Regions from separate parts of the Sus scrofa genome. Here region 1 is linked to region 2. A link is a contact called in public Hi-C data. All regions are on one chromosome and are shown on one strand. The core of a region is the stretch at or near the end of the contact, and the rest is flanking DNA. Distances in the headings are between cores, read along the strand shown.

Region 1 (7,727 bases), core at 2,776-5,275, 140 kb before region 2:
AAGATCATCTACACACCCATCGTCTCACCTTAACTCCTCTTGTTCTTTTTCCTTCGAGGGGCGAATGCCTAAGAGCTACTTGCAGCCACGCCCAAGCATACGACACCACAGTAATACCCGCGGTCACCACCACATCCTCAGAACTGATTCCAGCAATCGAACGTTTATACCCTTTGACCAGCATCTTCCCTGGCCCTGGGCAACTACCCTCCTGGTCTCTATGAAGTTGGCTTCCCCCTACCCTGCCCTTAGACTCTACGTATAACTGACACCAGGCAGTCTTTGTTTTCCCCTGTCTGGATTATATCCCTTAGCACGATGCCTTCCAGGTGCATCTATGTTGTCCCAAATGGCAGGATTTCCTTCTTTTTTTTATGGGTGGAATTACATAGATGGATAGATCTATCTATTGCTATCTGTATTATATATGTCACATTGTCACTATGCAGTCATCTGTTGGTGGGCATGTAGGTTGTCTCCACGCCTCAGCTACTATAAATAATGCTGCAGCGAACACGGGAATGCAGACGTTTCTTTGCTATTCCGTTTCCATTTTCTTTGGATACATACTCAGAAGCAGGATGGCTGGACCCTATAGTCGTTCTGTTTTTAATTTCGGGTAGCCTCTAGACTTTTCCCTTAGGAGCTGCACTGGTTTACATCCCCAACAACAGGCACAAGGGCTTTTATCTCTTGTCTTTTTGATAGGAGACATCCTAACAGGTGTGAGGTGATATTTCATTGCGATTTGGATTTGCGTTTCCCTGATGAGCGATGTTGGGTACCTTTTCACATACCCGTTGGTCATGTGCAGGTCTTTAGGAAAAACCGTCTATTCAGACCCTTGGCCCGTGCTTTGAATAGATTACTCGGAGTTTTTTTGTTACTGCGTTGTATGAGTTTGTGAGTATTCTGGATATTAGCCTCTCAGTAGACATGCGGTTTGAAAACATTTTCTCCCATTCCATAAGCTGCCTTTTCATTTGTTAATGGTTTCCTTTGCTTTAGTTTGATGTTGTCTCACTTGGTATCTGTTTTTTTTAAGATTTTATTTTTTTATTTATTTTTCATTGTAAACAACTGTTATTTCCCCAATACATTTTCTTCTACTGTACAGCACGGTGACCCAGTTACACATACATGTATACATTCTTTTTTCACACATAATCATGCTCCATCATAAGTGACTAGACAGAGTTCCTAGTGCTACACAGCAGAATCTCACTGCTTATCCATTCCTAAGGCAATAATCTGCATCTGTTACCCCCGAGCACCCCATCCATCCCACTCCCTCCCCCTCCCCCTTGGCAATCACAAGTCTATTCCCCAAGTCCATGATTTTCTTTTCTGTGGAAAGGTTCATTTGTGCCCTATATTAGATTCCAGATGTGTGATATCATATGGTATTTGTCTTTCTCTTTCTGACTTACTTCACTCAGGATGAGAGTCTAGTTCCATCCACATTGCTGCAAATGGCATTATTTTGTTCTTTTTTATGGCTGAGTAGTATTCCATTGTGTGTGTGTGTGTGTGTGTGTGTGTGTGTGTGTACTGCATCTTCCTAATCCAATCATCTGTCGATGGACATTTCACTTGCTTATTTTTGTTGTTGCCTTTGCTTTTGGTGTCAAATCCGAAATATCACTGCTAGGACTGATATCAAGGGGATTACCCCCCATGTTTTCTTCTAAAAGTTTTATGGTTTCAGGTTTTACACTCAAGCCTTTAATCCATTTTGAACCACTGTTTGTGCATGTGGTGTGAGATGGGGCCCAGTTGCATTCTTCCACATGCGGCTGTCTAGTTTCCCAACATCACTTATTGAAGAGGGTGTCCTTTCCCCACTGCCTAGTCTTGGCTCCTCTGTCATAAGTAAATGGTCATGTACACATGGTGTCTGTACATCTGCCAGTATCCTACTGTTTTGATTAATGACATCCTTGTAACATAGCTTGAAATCAAGGAGTGTGAGGCCTCCGGCTTCTTTCTTTAGCAACGTTGCTTTGACAATTTGGGGTCCTTTGTGGTTCCACACAAATGTTAGGATAGTATTTTCTATTCCTGACCAAAATGCCACTGAATTTTGACAGGGACTGCATTGGATCTGCAGGTCACTTCGAGGAGGAAGGACATTTTTACAGTATTAATTCCTCCAACCCATGACCATGGAATATCTTTCCATTTATTCGCGTCTTCTTCAGTTTCTTTCATCAATGTCTTCTAATTCTCAGAGTACGGGTCTTGTGCACTGAATGAACCTCCTTGGTTAAATTTACTGGTTAAATAAGTTGGCTAAATTTAAGAAAAAGCATTTATTTATTTTTGATGGTTTTGAAAATGGGATTGCTTTCTTAGTTTCTCTTTCAGGTAGTTCACTGTTAGTGTATAGAAACACTAATTTTTGTATGTTGATCTTGCATCCTGTAATGTTACTGAATTCATTCACTAGTTCCAATGGTTTTTTATGAAGCCTTTAGGGTTTTCTATATGTAATATCATGTCGTCTGCAAACAGAGATCATTTTACTTCTTCCTTTCTGATTCGAATGTCTTTTCTTTCTTTTTCTTTTACTATGGTTAGTTGGTACTTCCAGTACCATGCTGAATAGAAATGACAAGATTGAGTATTTGTGTCTGGTTGCTGATCTTAGAGAAAAGGCTTTAACGCTTTTATTTTTTCCCCTTAAAAGAGGCCCTTTGAAATTGTTTAATTAAATAATTATCTTTGGCCATGCCCTCAGCATGCGGACGTTCCCAGCCCAGGCACTGAACCTGAGACACAGCAGTGGCAATACCAGATCCTTACCTGCCAGAGCACCAGGGAACTCCGCTTTTACCTTTTCATCACTGAGTACGATGTTAGCTGATGTGAGCTGTGGGCTTTTCATATATGGGCTTTTATTATGGTTACGTGTGTCATTTCCATACCTATGTGTGAGAGCTGATTTTTTTTTTTTTTATCACAAAGGAATGTTGAATTTTGCCAAGTTGTTTTCTGCCATGATGATCTGTTGAAATCCTCATACGGTTTTCATCCTTCATGCAATTAATGCGGTGGATCGCATCGACTGATTTGGGTTTGCTAAACCACCCCTGCATTCCTAGAATGAATCCCTCCTGAGGACAGTGTATCATCACTTTAACGTGCTCCTGAATTCCATTTGCTGCCATGTTGTTGAGGATTTTTGCATCTATGTTCATCAGGAATATGGGCCTGTAATTTTCTTTCCTTGTACCGTCCATCTCTAAAACCACACTGTGTAGCAGGAAGGATGGCATTATTAACCCCGTTTTCTACTTGGGGAACTGAAAGCACAGGTGACGTCACAACTGCCAAGTCACATGGTTGGGATTCACGCCACACTGTCCAGCTCTGCGTTCACATTCTTTCTGTGCAGCTAAAACCGGCCTAAGCTGCTGCCAAGATGAAGAAACTCAATTTAAAATCCGAGCTCTCCCCTTCAGACTTTGTGTGGTGATCACAATAGCTATCCCTTGTCAACTGGCACGGGGAGATGAGCGCACAAAGCTCCTCTCTCAGCGCAGACATTCACTGCTCAGTGTCCCACTCAATGACTCAAGCTCAAAACCACCTTCCCAGCCCGAGCCTCTCTTTGCCCTCGTCCCCGGAGCCACCACCCCACCTCCTGCACGCTCAGTCCTGGATTGAGGGTATTCCTCTAACGCGCCACTAGTCCCCTGGGGCTCAGCTCCCTCCACCCTGCTTTGCTGCTGAGCCCCTCTCCCTTGGGGCTGGGGAAGCACAACGGCCGGGCAGGATCCTTGAAGGACACCGGACACTGACCTCCCCTGTCTGGTCACACAGTGGCTCCCCTGGGACTGGAAGCAGGACAGTTTCCCCAGACTCAGGAGACAGAGGGAGCAGAGCTCCTTCCAAAAGGGAAAGTGCCCACCACACTCCTCTCCCTGCGAAGCTATTTTTAGCTCCCTCAAGTGTCTCTGAATCCAAACAGTCCAGGGAACTGCCTGAGTTCACGGTCTCCGCATGTTCCAACTTTGACCAAATCCATGAGGTCATGTGGGAAGGAAGCCAAGCGGCCCTGACTGTCTCACAGACACCACGCCAGCTCCGAAACCGGATCCTTATCAGCGCTGGCAGGGCGAGAGATGATTTCTGAGGACTGGTGGTCCTCTCAGCAGCATCAGGAAGAAAAGCAGAGATTGGGTTAACGCCAGACCCATCAATCCAATGAAGTAAGAGCAGAAACAAGTCTCAGCGCACTGCAACTTCCAAACTGGACTTTTCAGTGCTGTGCAGCAACACTATGGAGAAATCAGGACTCTAGCGGAGATACGCCTCACAAACCCACACCAGCACCTTCGTCCGGCCTCAGCCGGGGTCTCAGAACAGACCTCTCGCCAGAACGTTCAAAGAATCCAATTCTAGAAAGCAAAGAATACTAATGAAGGATGAAGGAGGCAAAAAAAAGGTCACCCAATGTTCCACTGGTTGTGATCTTCTTCCATCCAAATGCTGCATGTGTAGGGAAATGAAAGAGCTAAACCCGAAGCGGGTCGCAAGGAAGTGAAATAAACAAGCCACGACCTCAAACAAATGACTGACTCTATCTCTGAGGCCGGCGGGTGAAGGAGAAGGTGAGGGCAGAAGCCAGAGCCCATAAGGCTGAGACGGGCCACGGGAGATGCGTTCCATGTAGACTCTGTCTACACGGGCGACGGGAAGTTGCCTGCCTATTGGGAGAGTTATTCCACTTTACATAACCGTTTTCAGTGTACTCAAGGACACAGCCCGTTACACATTCTGAAGGACGTTTCCATTATTCATTCCTTCAAGGTGAATGAGTTCTGGGACCGGCACACGGAGAGACGCAGCTCCTGCCTGCCTGCAGCTGTCAGAGCAGAGGAGACTCAGAAGCAAACAGGGCGCCAGGCGGTGTGTGCGCTGGGTGACTGCGCCAGCAGGACAGGAACACGGATGTGGACATGTGTGGGAGAGTATGAGTTTATATTATTATATATTCTTATTATAATGAATATATAATTTATAAACATTCAGGCACTCATGCACACACACACACAGTTCTTTCGAGAAACTTGGGGAGTTACTGTTGTGGCTCAGCGGATTATGAACCCGACTAGTATCCATGAGGATGAGGGTTTGATCCCTGGTCTTGCTTAGTGGGTTAAGGATCCGGCATTGCTGTGGTGTAGGCTGGCAACCACAGCTCAAATTGGACCCCAAGCCTGGGATCCCTATGCCGCAGGTGCGGCCCTAAAAAGCAAGCAAACAAACAAACAAACAACTGACTTGCACAGCAGTGGGGGGCAGGAGACAAGTCCAAAATCCATTGCGCCCACCGGAGGGAGGGAACGCCCAGGCAGGAATGGACGTCGCAGTCTGGGGGCAGACTTCTTCTTGCCCCTCAGGGAAGCCTCAGTTCTGCACTGAAGGCCTCTGAAATGACGGGATGCGGCCCACAGAGGTGACGGGGGATAATCCGTGCTCTTCCCTCCAAGTCAACTGACTACAGACGTCAACCGCGCCTCCCAAACACTCCCCCTGTGAGGCCCGGATTAGCGTCTGAGGGCACACGGGGTGCTACCACCCAGCCCCGCTGACATGTGAAACTGACCATCATGGAGGGGAGGTCGGGGGGGGGACCCTCACTCGTCTGCTCCAGATACAGTCAGTCAAATACCTCAAGGTTGGGGTCCCAGTAAAACGTGCAGTAAGGTGCTAGTAAGACTGAAAGACTGGAGAACAAGTAAAGAAGCTGGGCCACTGGGTTGGGGCGTGGACAGGAAGCAGGTGGGCACAAGCATGGGGCCCCCGAGGTCCCAGAGCCAGTGTCCTTGGGAGAGAAGAGAAGATGCTGAAGCTGGGCATCCCATCACTGAATGCTGATTGGACACTGACTCCCTGCCATGCCCTCTTCAACCTGCTTCCCACACATCCCTTCCTCATCCTCACGGTCACCCTGTGACACAGGGACCACTACCCACATTTTGCTGATTAGAAGCTCGTGTACAGAAAGGCCAACTAGCTTCCTAAGGTCTGGTTGATCCTAAGCCCACAGGTGGGATGCCAAGCCAGGCCTTCTCACCAGAGAAGGGGTCTGTGTATTGTGGGAGAAGCTGGAGTCGAGGGCGCAGGTGGGGAAATTACTTTAGGTTTGGACAGAAACAGGAAAGAAAGAGCTCCAGACAAACACACACAGAGAGAGAGAGAGAGAGAGAGAGAGAGGGCTGGACAGCAGGTGAGCAGAACTCCAGAGACTGGGGGAGGTTTGGCACAGCCGTGGTGGGAAATGGGGTGGGAGGGGAAGGAGCAAGGATGGCACAAAGGGACCCAGACAGCAAGGTTCCCGGGACTGTTGGTGGTAGCTGCCAGAATGGAACTGAGGTTCGCTGGGGTCACACAGGCAAGGAGCTGAGAAGACAGGGTACCAGATGCATCAGCCACTCGGATGCCCAGGAAAGACAGCCAGCAAGTCCAGGTACCAGGAGCACCACCCCCAACTGGATCTGGGCATTTGGAGAAAGAAACTGAGTCAGAACAATTCACATGCTTAACTCTGGTCCTCCCTCGTCTGCTCCAGATACAGTCAGTCAAATACCTCAAGGTTGGGGTCCCAGTAAAACGTGCAGATCTTGCTTTGGAAGGAAAAAGACTCTCTTCTCTTCTGAATGTGAGCTTTGGCCAATCCAGTTGAATCACTATAATTCTGAATATCTCCTCCTGGCTCAGCATTTGTGGATTGCAGGCATTAGAACCAGAACACTTCAAATACAAAGCTCTCTCGTTTAGACCTGTTCTGATACTCCGCACACGAAGTACAATGAGCAATCTCACTGCTGCCTTTTTTCCCCTAAACTTAACCAAAAGACATCCTCTGGATTAAAAAAAAAAAAAAATCATCATTAAAGGAAAGTTCGCCTTGGTGTGGCGTCATTTTGCTGAGTGACTTAGAATATCTCGGATGCAGAAAGCTCAGCCCTCGCGGCGTGAATCTGGCAGCAGGTATCACCTGGTCTCCTGGAAGACACTTTGGCAAAAAGACAAAATGTAGGAGCTGCTGCGTGACACGCTGTCCATGTGGGATCATTGCAGCACTAGACAATCTAGGTGATGGCATTTTTCATCAGCGCAGGTAGAAATGAAAACATTTAGAATGAACATTTCTTCTATCGTTTTAGGCGATTACAAAATTAATGTCAGATTGGCTCCCGCTGACAGCAGTCATGGGTTGCCTGGCAACTCCAAGAGTTTCTTGGGTTGAGCTGCAAACTACTGGAGCAGCTACTCCTTTTTAAATCAATGAAGCTGCTCAAGAAGCTGAACAAGGCGCCTATTACATACGCAGGCCTCGTGCTGATTCAGGGTGTTTACACATAGGACGCTCCCACAACTGGATGTCACACCTGATGCTGCACTGGCTCTGCCAGCTGCCCTGACGTCATCAGAACAACATCAAAATGACCTCCTGGCCCATCTGATCCAGTTTTTTATCTCCTTAGTGGTTACTAGGTCACCGGCTCTCCCCAGATTCTTTTAGATTCCTTTTTAAACTGTGCTAAAATACACACGACGTGAAATTTACCGTCTTACTCATTCTCAAGCCCACAGTTCTGTGGCACGAGCACGTTGGCACTGCTGTGCAACCATCACCACCATCCACGGAACACGCCTCCTCTTGCAAAACTGAGACTCTATACTCATTAAACAGCTCCCCTTCTCCGCCCCCC
Region 2 (6,869 bases), core at 3,919-6,418:
TGAGCAAATCTCTAAAATGAAGACTGTGACCACGAGAATCCCCTCCTCTCAGCAGCTACAGAATTTTCTAGAAACTCCTAAGTTTTTATTATTTTTGGTACTGATACCAAAAGGGCAGGGTATCTCTTTAATTCACTAATTGGGATTTGTAGGGCTCATCGAAATAACCACATGAGTAGAGACTCTTGCTTTTAAGCATGACTTTATTTCATTACCGTTATTTGGTTAACAATGCCGGGGAAGTATAAACATTTCATTTTCAAACCAAACCTACTAGAATTCTCTTTGTAAAGATGCAGATTTTGAGTACTAGCTAAGCTGGCCAAGGTAACGTTTGATTTTTGGCATCAACTTGGCTGCACCGTGCCATCTAGTTTTTGGTCAAACACTAGTCTCCACCTTGCTGTGAAGATACTTCTTAGATGAGATTAACACCTAAATCAGTAGATAATGAGTCAAGCACAAGACCCACCATGAGGTGGCTGGGCCTCATCCATCATTTGGAGGCCTTAAGAGGAAAGACGGCTACACCGCCAAGGAGGATGGAATTCTGCCTCCAGCTGCCCTTCAGACGAGTTGCAATCCTGACCCTTCCCTGGGTCTCTAGCCTGTCGGTCCACCCTGCCGATTTTAGGCTTATCAGCCCCGTCCATCCCACGAGCCGATTCCGTGAAATGCATCTTTCTCTTTACAGGTACACACACGCACACCCTGTTGGTTCTGCTTCTCTGGAGAACCCTGACCAGTCAGTCAATCACACAGCCACGGGGTTCTGAGCTGTAAACATTCCAAGCCTGGAGGCCTCCGGGTACCCTGTCCCCTAACCAGGATTACAGCCCAATAGCGGCCTCCGACGGAATCACTGCGACCTAAGACAGCAGGTGGGGTGGAAAACGGACCACGGAGCACACGTTAAATCCCACCGCAGAGACTCAAGATCCAGCCCCACTGATACAAACAGAACTTGAATAATGACTTCAGGAACACACTGTGGTTCCCCGTGCATGGGATGGGGCCCCAGCTGTCACCCCTGCCTCCCTCCAGAGGCTCCAAAAAAGATGGGGTTTATTGAAAGAACTGTGTGACCTCTAAGGAGGCGTCACATGGACCGTAGGGTAGAAGAGTGCGGGTAATAAATGGCAACTACCCACCTGAACCTCCCTGCGACCAGTGGCGGTAAGAAGCGACTCGGCCCTCGGTCACTAGAATGGAAAGGGACACTCAACCGCCACAGGGTGGCTGCAGTCCTGGTGCCGCTCCTCCACTAAGGGAGCAGTCGCACGCAAGCCGCGCGTTTCTAAAACGGGAGCCACAGCAAGACTGAGAGAACATATGTGACAATCCGACAGACACGCACGCACAGCAGAGACCCTGCCAAGAGGAGGGGGCTGGAGCTCGGGGATGCACTGATTCTGTTCAAAATCGTACCATCCAGAAAGGCCAGCTGTTACTACAGGTAATGAGACCTTGGGCACCTGGGTTCTTCTAACCCAAAATCAAGCATTAAAAATCCAGAAAACCCCTGTGGCTCAGCAGGTTGAGAGTCTGACATAGCATCCGTGAAGATGCGAGTTTGATCCCCGGCCTCGCTCAGTGTTGCCGCAAACTGCGGTGTAGGCTGAGCATGTGGCTTGGCTCCACTGCTGCCGTGGCTGTAGTGGAGGCTGGCAGCTGCAGCTCCAATCCACCCCTAGCCTGGGAACTTCCCTGTGCTGCTAGCACACTAACCCCCAAAGCACAGAGAGTGGCGACGGAATCAGCTCCATCATCAATTGTAAGTCTGTAGACACACCTGCATTCGCCATCCTTTACAAGAGTTCAAAAACTATGTGAGTGCCCCCCAGATGCCAGGAACTGCTTAGGTATTGTGGCTGCAGCAGTGACCAAGAAAAACGACTGGCAGGTTTGAGGAAAATTTCTCCAAGGAAGACGTGCAAAGGGCCATTAGGGACATGCAAGTCAAAGCCACAAGGAGCTCCCACCTCGCCCGCTAGGATGGGTGGGATCCCAAAATAAGTTAAACCGAAAGACAGCAAACACTGGGGAGGATGTGGAGAAAGTAGGAGCCCTGGTACACCTGGAATAAAGTACAGAGTCTTAGTTACACTTGAGAAGAATGCGGAAAAGTGGGCCTACAGCATTTTCCCAGAGACCAAAGTCCAGCTTTTTTTAAAACAAAATTTGTAATAAAAATTTTAGTAAATCTTAGACTAGAAGTAGCTTTAAAGTGAAAAGGCATTTCCTTATCCACCTGAAACAGAAGCCACTGGAATTCGTTTAGCCTTTCTGACAAAAGCTTCAACAATAAAATATCCACAGTTATATATTTATTTATTCCACAAGATTTGTTTTGAGTTTACTATGTGATAAGCACTCCTCCGTCACATTACACGGGTCCTGCTGACCCAGTTTCGGAAGCCCCCGTGACCGCCGGCTCCTTGTTCCACGTCTCATCTCATCAGTGCCGCTGCCTCCAGAGAACCCCACACCTTTTCACCCGCAGCCTGAGAAATCAGTCAAGTCTCTGAGGGCTACTTTTAAACAAGAGTAAACAGATACGAATCTGCACATCTCTCTGGGCTACTCCAACGTCCCTTCAGCGGGCTGCCCCTTCCCTCATCGTTTCCCACTCAGCTGAAGCTGGACAACAATCGACCTGCAGTGACCTGAAGCACGGCCGCAACTCCAAGGTCAGCGCACCTTCCTCGAGATCAGAGCAAGAAGCAGAGCCTGCAGGAAAACAGGGGACCCAGGCCAGCTACAGACCCCGGGAACATGTTCTCCTGGGGCCTCTACAAACCCACTGCTCGGAAGGAGGTCTGACGTAGATGACAGGCAAGCTGGAGACTGCGGATGCCAAACTCCCGGGATAATGAAGCAGGAAGAGCAATTCAATGCAGATACTTAGTACACACACGGAAACTTTTTCTTACTTTATTATAGGTTGAGTATAACCAAAGCTGACGCTTCGCATACAACGGGCCGTGGCACCTGTTAGTTTCAGGACGTGCGCTGTGCTCAGGGAGCATGTGCCAGAGGGACATCTTTGCAAGTTGCCAGGGTTAAGGGTTGGGCAAAGGGTGACATCAGCACTCAGTCTCGTGCCTTCTCCTACATGCGTATCACAAAACACGGAACACGACATTCCTGCACTCCGTGGCATTCAGAATCAGTGCCCGACGTCGGACGGCAGGCTGCGTGCCCAACCAGGTCCCAAGGAAGACTGTCCGTTCTAAACTCATCTCTGTGGCCTTGGCAAGTTACCTGCTTATTTTCTTCATCGAATATAAGGAAAACAGCCCCCACACTCCTGAGGTTTGATAAACTTTGGAGAGAAAAACCACAGTGGAACAGAGCGCAAATATTCAATGAATGCCGAACAGCATGACTGTTGTTGATTTGTATGTCCAAGGAAAGACTGCCGCTCCATGAAGGAACAGGACACCAGCACTGTTCTCAAGTTACCACCATCCGTGGACCAAAGGACTGAGGGGACGTTTGCTCTCGTTGGACACCTCAGTGTCTCCAAACCCAGCGTTCTCGGTAGGATGTGAGTTTTTAGCACATGTGGAAAGGTGAATGCAGAGCCAAGATCACAGGCGTTAGCGGCCCCTTCTCCAGGGCAGCCCCTTCCCCCGGGTCCCCACAAGCTCACTGACCCAGTCTCCCCATGACAGCTTCCAACACTCCCTCTCCCGACCCCTCCCTCTCCCTTTGATCTTCCAACATCATGGCATCTGGTTGGGTGGTGGGGTTTTCTTCTTTTTTTCTTTGGCTTTTTAGGGCCACACCCATGGCATATGGAGGGTCTCAGGCTAGGGGTCAAATCAGAGCTGTAGCTGCCAGCCTACACCACAGCCACAGCAACACCAGATCTGAGATGCATCTGCAACCTACACCACAGCTCACAGCAATGCCGGATCCTTAACCCACTGAGCAACGTCAGGGATCGAACCCGCCACCTCATGGTTCCTAGTTGGATTCATTTCTAAGCCACGACGGGAACCCCTGGTTTTCTCTTCTTTTACTACCCATGCACACTCCCCAGACTCCGGGGCTTTACGCCGTGTGTTTTCTACCCGCCAGTCTCTCTCCTTTCAGTGCAATCCTCCTGACCTTTCAAGTCTCCAATTCGACTGGAGTCCACTGTCTGAAAAGGGAGACTTGGGAACTAGGGCTACGAGCCTTGGTGGGATGCTCCACACAACGGTGGGAACCCAGCCTTTAGCAGGGGTGGGGCAGCGAGAAAACCAGAGGAGCCCTGGGCTGCTGCAGCCACACTGAGCTGACATGGAAGCCCTCCGACCTGGGCAGGGAGAGAACCCCAGAGGGGTTGGGGTGCGGGTGGCAAAGGCTGGTGAGAACTGCAGCAGAGATGGTCTAGCACTGCAACATGGAAAACGCCTCGATGCCCAGGGGAGAGCAAAGCGCCCAGGTTTCCACGGCTGCCTGGGGAAAGGGGCACACCATCCACGCCTGTGCCGGACTTCTTACGGCGTCAGACTGGTCAGCAGGTTGCACGTGTCTTTCAGCGCCAGGTCAGGTGGAGGGTGGAAATATCGCCGGGATGTGAGAGCAACAGTGGCACCTAGAACCTCATCACGGATGAGCACAGGCAGGAATGATGGAGACAGTGGGGTCTGAACGGAGGTGGGGGCGAGAAATGACTGTCTGGAAATGAAGCCCCACTTTCCAGCAGTGAAAACCATCTCATAGGCAAGCATCAGTGTTCCTGGATACAGACACCTAGAAAAACATCCTACATATGGGTCACACCAAGCCCCTCAGTTATATCAGAGTCTTTTTATGGCAGCATCATTAAGCTATTTTTAGTGAGCAATTAAAGATAGCCTAAGTGGGCCACCACATCCCTCCTAGCTGGCTGGCTCTGGTGGGTGGAGGGCAGCACTAAGAAGACAAGGGCCTGCTTTGAAGGCCATGCTACACAAAAGCCCTCTCTAGATATTTTAAAAATCTGCCTTGAGTGTGCATTGAATATTTTATTTTTAAAGGCAATTTAATCATCCCTGGGATGCATAATCCATAATATGACCTACACCGTGGGAACCTTCACAAAAATCGTTCGGTTTCAGGCAGGTTTCAGGGACGCAGACCCAGAAGGGAGTTAGGAGACGGTGTGGCAGGTCACAGAGGACACAGCCTTTGGACCCAGAGTCAGGCAGACCAGAGTCAGAATCTGCAAATAAACGCTGCATGCAGAAAGTCGGTCTCTCACACCTCAGTTTTCTGACCTGTAAAATTTCCATCTAGCCACTGACTTTAGAGCACTTTCATCTGTCAAGTGCCTAATGAAGCTGGGCACCAGGCATTGTTCAGGAAATGGTGGCTGTTTTAGGGACCGTCAATGGAGCACATGAGAGACGAAGTCGGGGTTATGAAGAGACTCCTGGATATTCTCCAGCCCACCCACCCTGGAGGAACACTTTCAGAGACAACTCAGTCCCCTCTGAGGCCCCCACACTAGGACCCAACTCTGCTCACCTCTTCCCTCCCTCTCTGACCATGTCTGCTCCTCCAGCCACCACGCACACGCACCTGCTCGTGGTCCTAGAAGGCCACTCTGCCCCCTGCCCCAGATCCACCTGCTCAAAATCACACATGTGCTTCCAAGCCCCACCCGAAGGAGATCTGCGGTCTTCAAGGAGATCCCAGCACAACCCCTTCCTTCCTACCCAGAACCTCTCGCACTGCCATGCTGGTCACTGCGGGTACATCGATGAGCCATGATGGCGCCTCCCTCCTGAGCCACCCAGCCACGTTCACTCAGGACCCACGGCCAAAGGCTCCGGGCACACGGATCACGGGAGAGGTGCTCGTGGGGAGCAGCAATTTGATTTTGTTTCTCAGGCCAGCAAGCTCGAGCAGTCTGTGGCATTTGCGATGCTTTGAAATTAAGAAACGACTCACTGGGATTCTAACTCAGACTTGTCAGCACTTCTGGTGCAAAGCCAGGAAACGAGGTCTCACTGTCACATTCACTGAACTACACTGAAGACAAGCCACTGAGAATTTCTTGAGTCAAGACTCCATATTTTTCTGCAGAACTCGTAGGCAAAGGGCATAAAAATTCATCCACGTCGTTAGGGAAAATGAATGCATTCTGAAAATTCCTTCTTCCCCTGAAATTTTAAGAAAATGGGTAAAACAAAGAGAGCGCTCTATTTGTTTAAGATCACCTTGTCATATATCAAATGCAAATGTGTTAGAATCTTACTTGTACTGGGTACTTCTGGAGTCTCTATTCGGTTCCACCCTAGTCTGATAAGGGAAGTCTCAACTCTCCCTTAAATACTTTTTAATTTCCATAAACAGTGCTGGCACTTTCAGCTGTCTATTTAGAACAAAACAATTTTCTTCCAGCATATGTAAAAATAAATTACACAGAAAGGCTAGAAGCCAAAAATAAATGAATAAGCTCTTAAGAGACAGTCAGGGGACTGTATGTACAACCTAAAAATGGAGACCTTATCTTTGAAAACAAAGAAACACAAAAGGTGTGTTTTGCTATATGAAAACTTAAAACATTTATAGAGCAAAAGGTAACAAAGGAAAGTGTACATACAAACAATAGATTTGGAAAAAATAGTTGCAATAAAATGTTCAAAAAAATCCTATTATCAATAACACATAAAGCCCTCTTAGAGGCGTGCCTGTTCTGGCGCAGTGGTCAACAAATCCGACTAGGAACCATGAGGTTGCAGGTTCGATCTCTGGCCTCGCTCAGTGGGTTAAGGATCTGGTGTTGCCGTGAGCTTTGGTACAGGTCGCTGATGTGGTTCAGATCTGGCGTTGCTGTGGCTGTGGTGTAGGCCGGCAGCTACAGCTCCGATTAGACCCCTAGCCTGGGA

The links. Hi-C and Micro-C count contacts between places; a contact is called where the count stands out from the background.
Region 1: a Hi-C map of fetal heart ventricle shows a contact between it and region 2, with 2.7 times the contacts expected there. The contact joins two enhancer-like sites.

The regions. Positions count from the first base shown.
Region 1 is chr11:6,271,934-6,279,660 of Sscrofa11.1, reverse strand. All of the region lies in intron 4 of MTUS2 (microtubule-associated tumor suppressor candidate 2), which reads right to left. Among named protein-coding and RNA genes, the nearest start is that of MTUS2, 240 kb to the right of the region's middle. Within about 2 kb of position 4,025, at least 7 of the 83 cell types and tissues checked have an H3K27ac peak or open chromatin away from gene starts, as enhancers often do.
Region 2 is chr11:6,138,415-6,145,283 of Sscrofa11.1, reverse strand. All of the region lies in intron 1 of MTUS2 (microtubule-associated tumor suppressor candidate 2), which reads right to left. Among named protein-coding and RNA genes, the nearest start is that of MTUS2, 100 kb to the right of the region's middle. Within about 2 kb of position 5,168, at least 2 of the 83 cell types and tissues checked have an H3K27ac peak or open chromatin away from gene starts, as enhancers often do.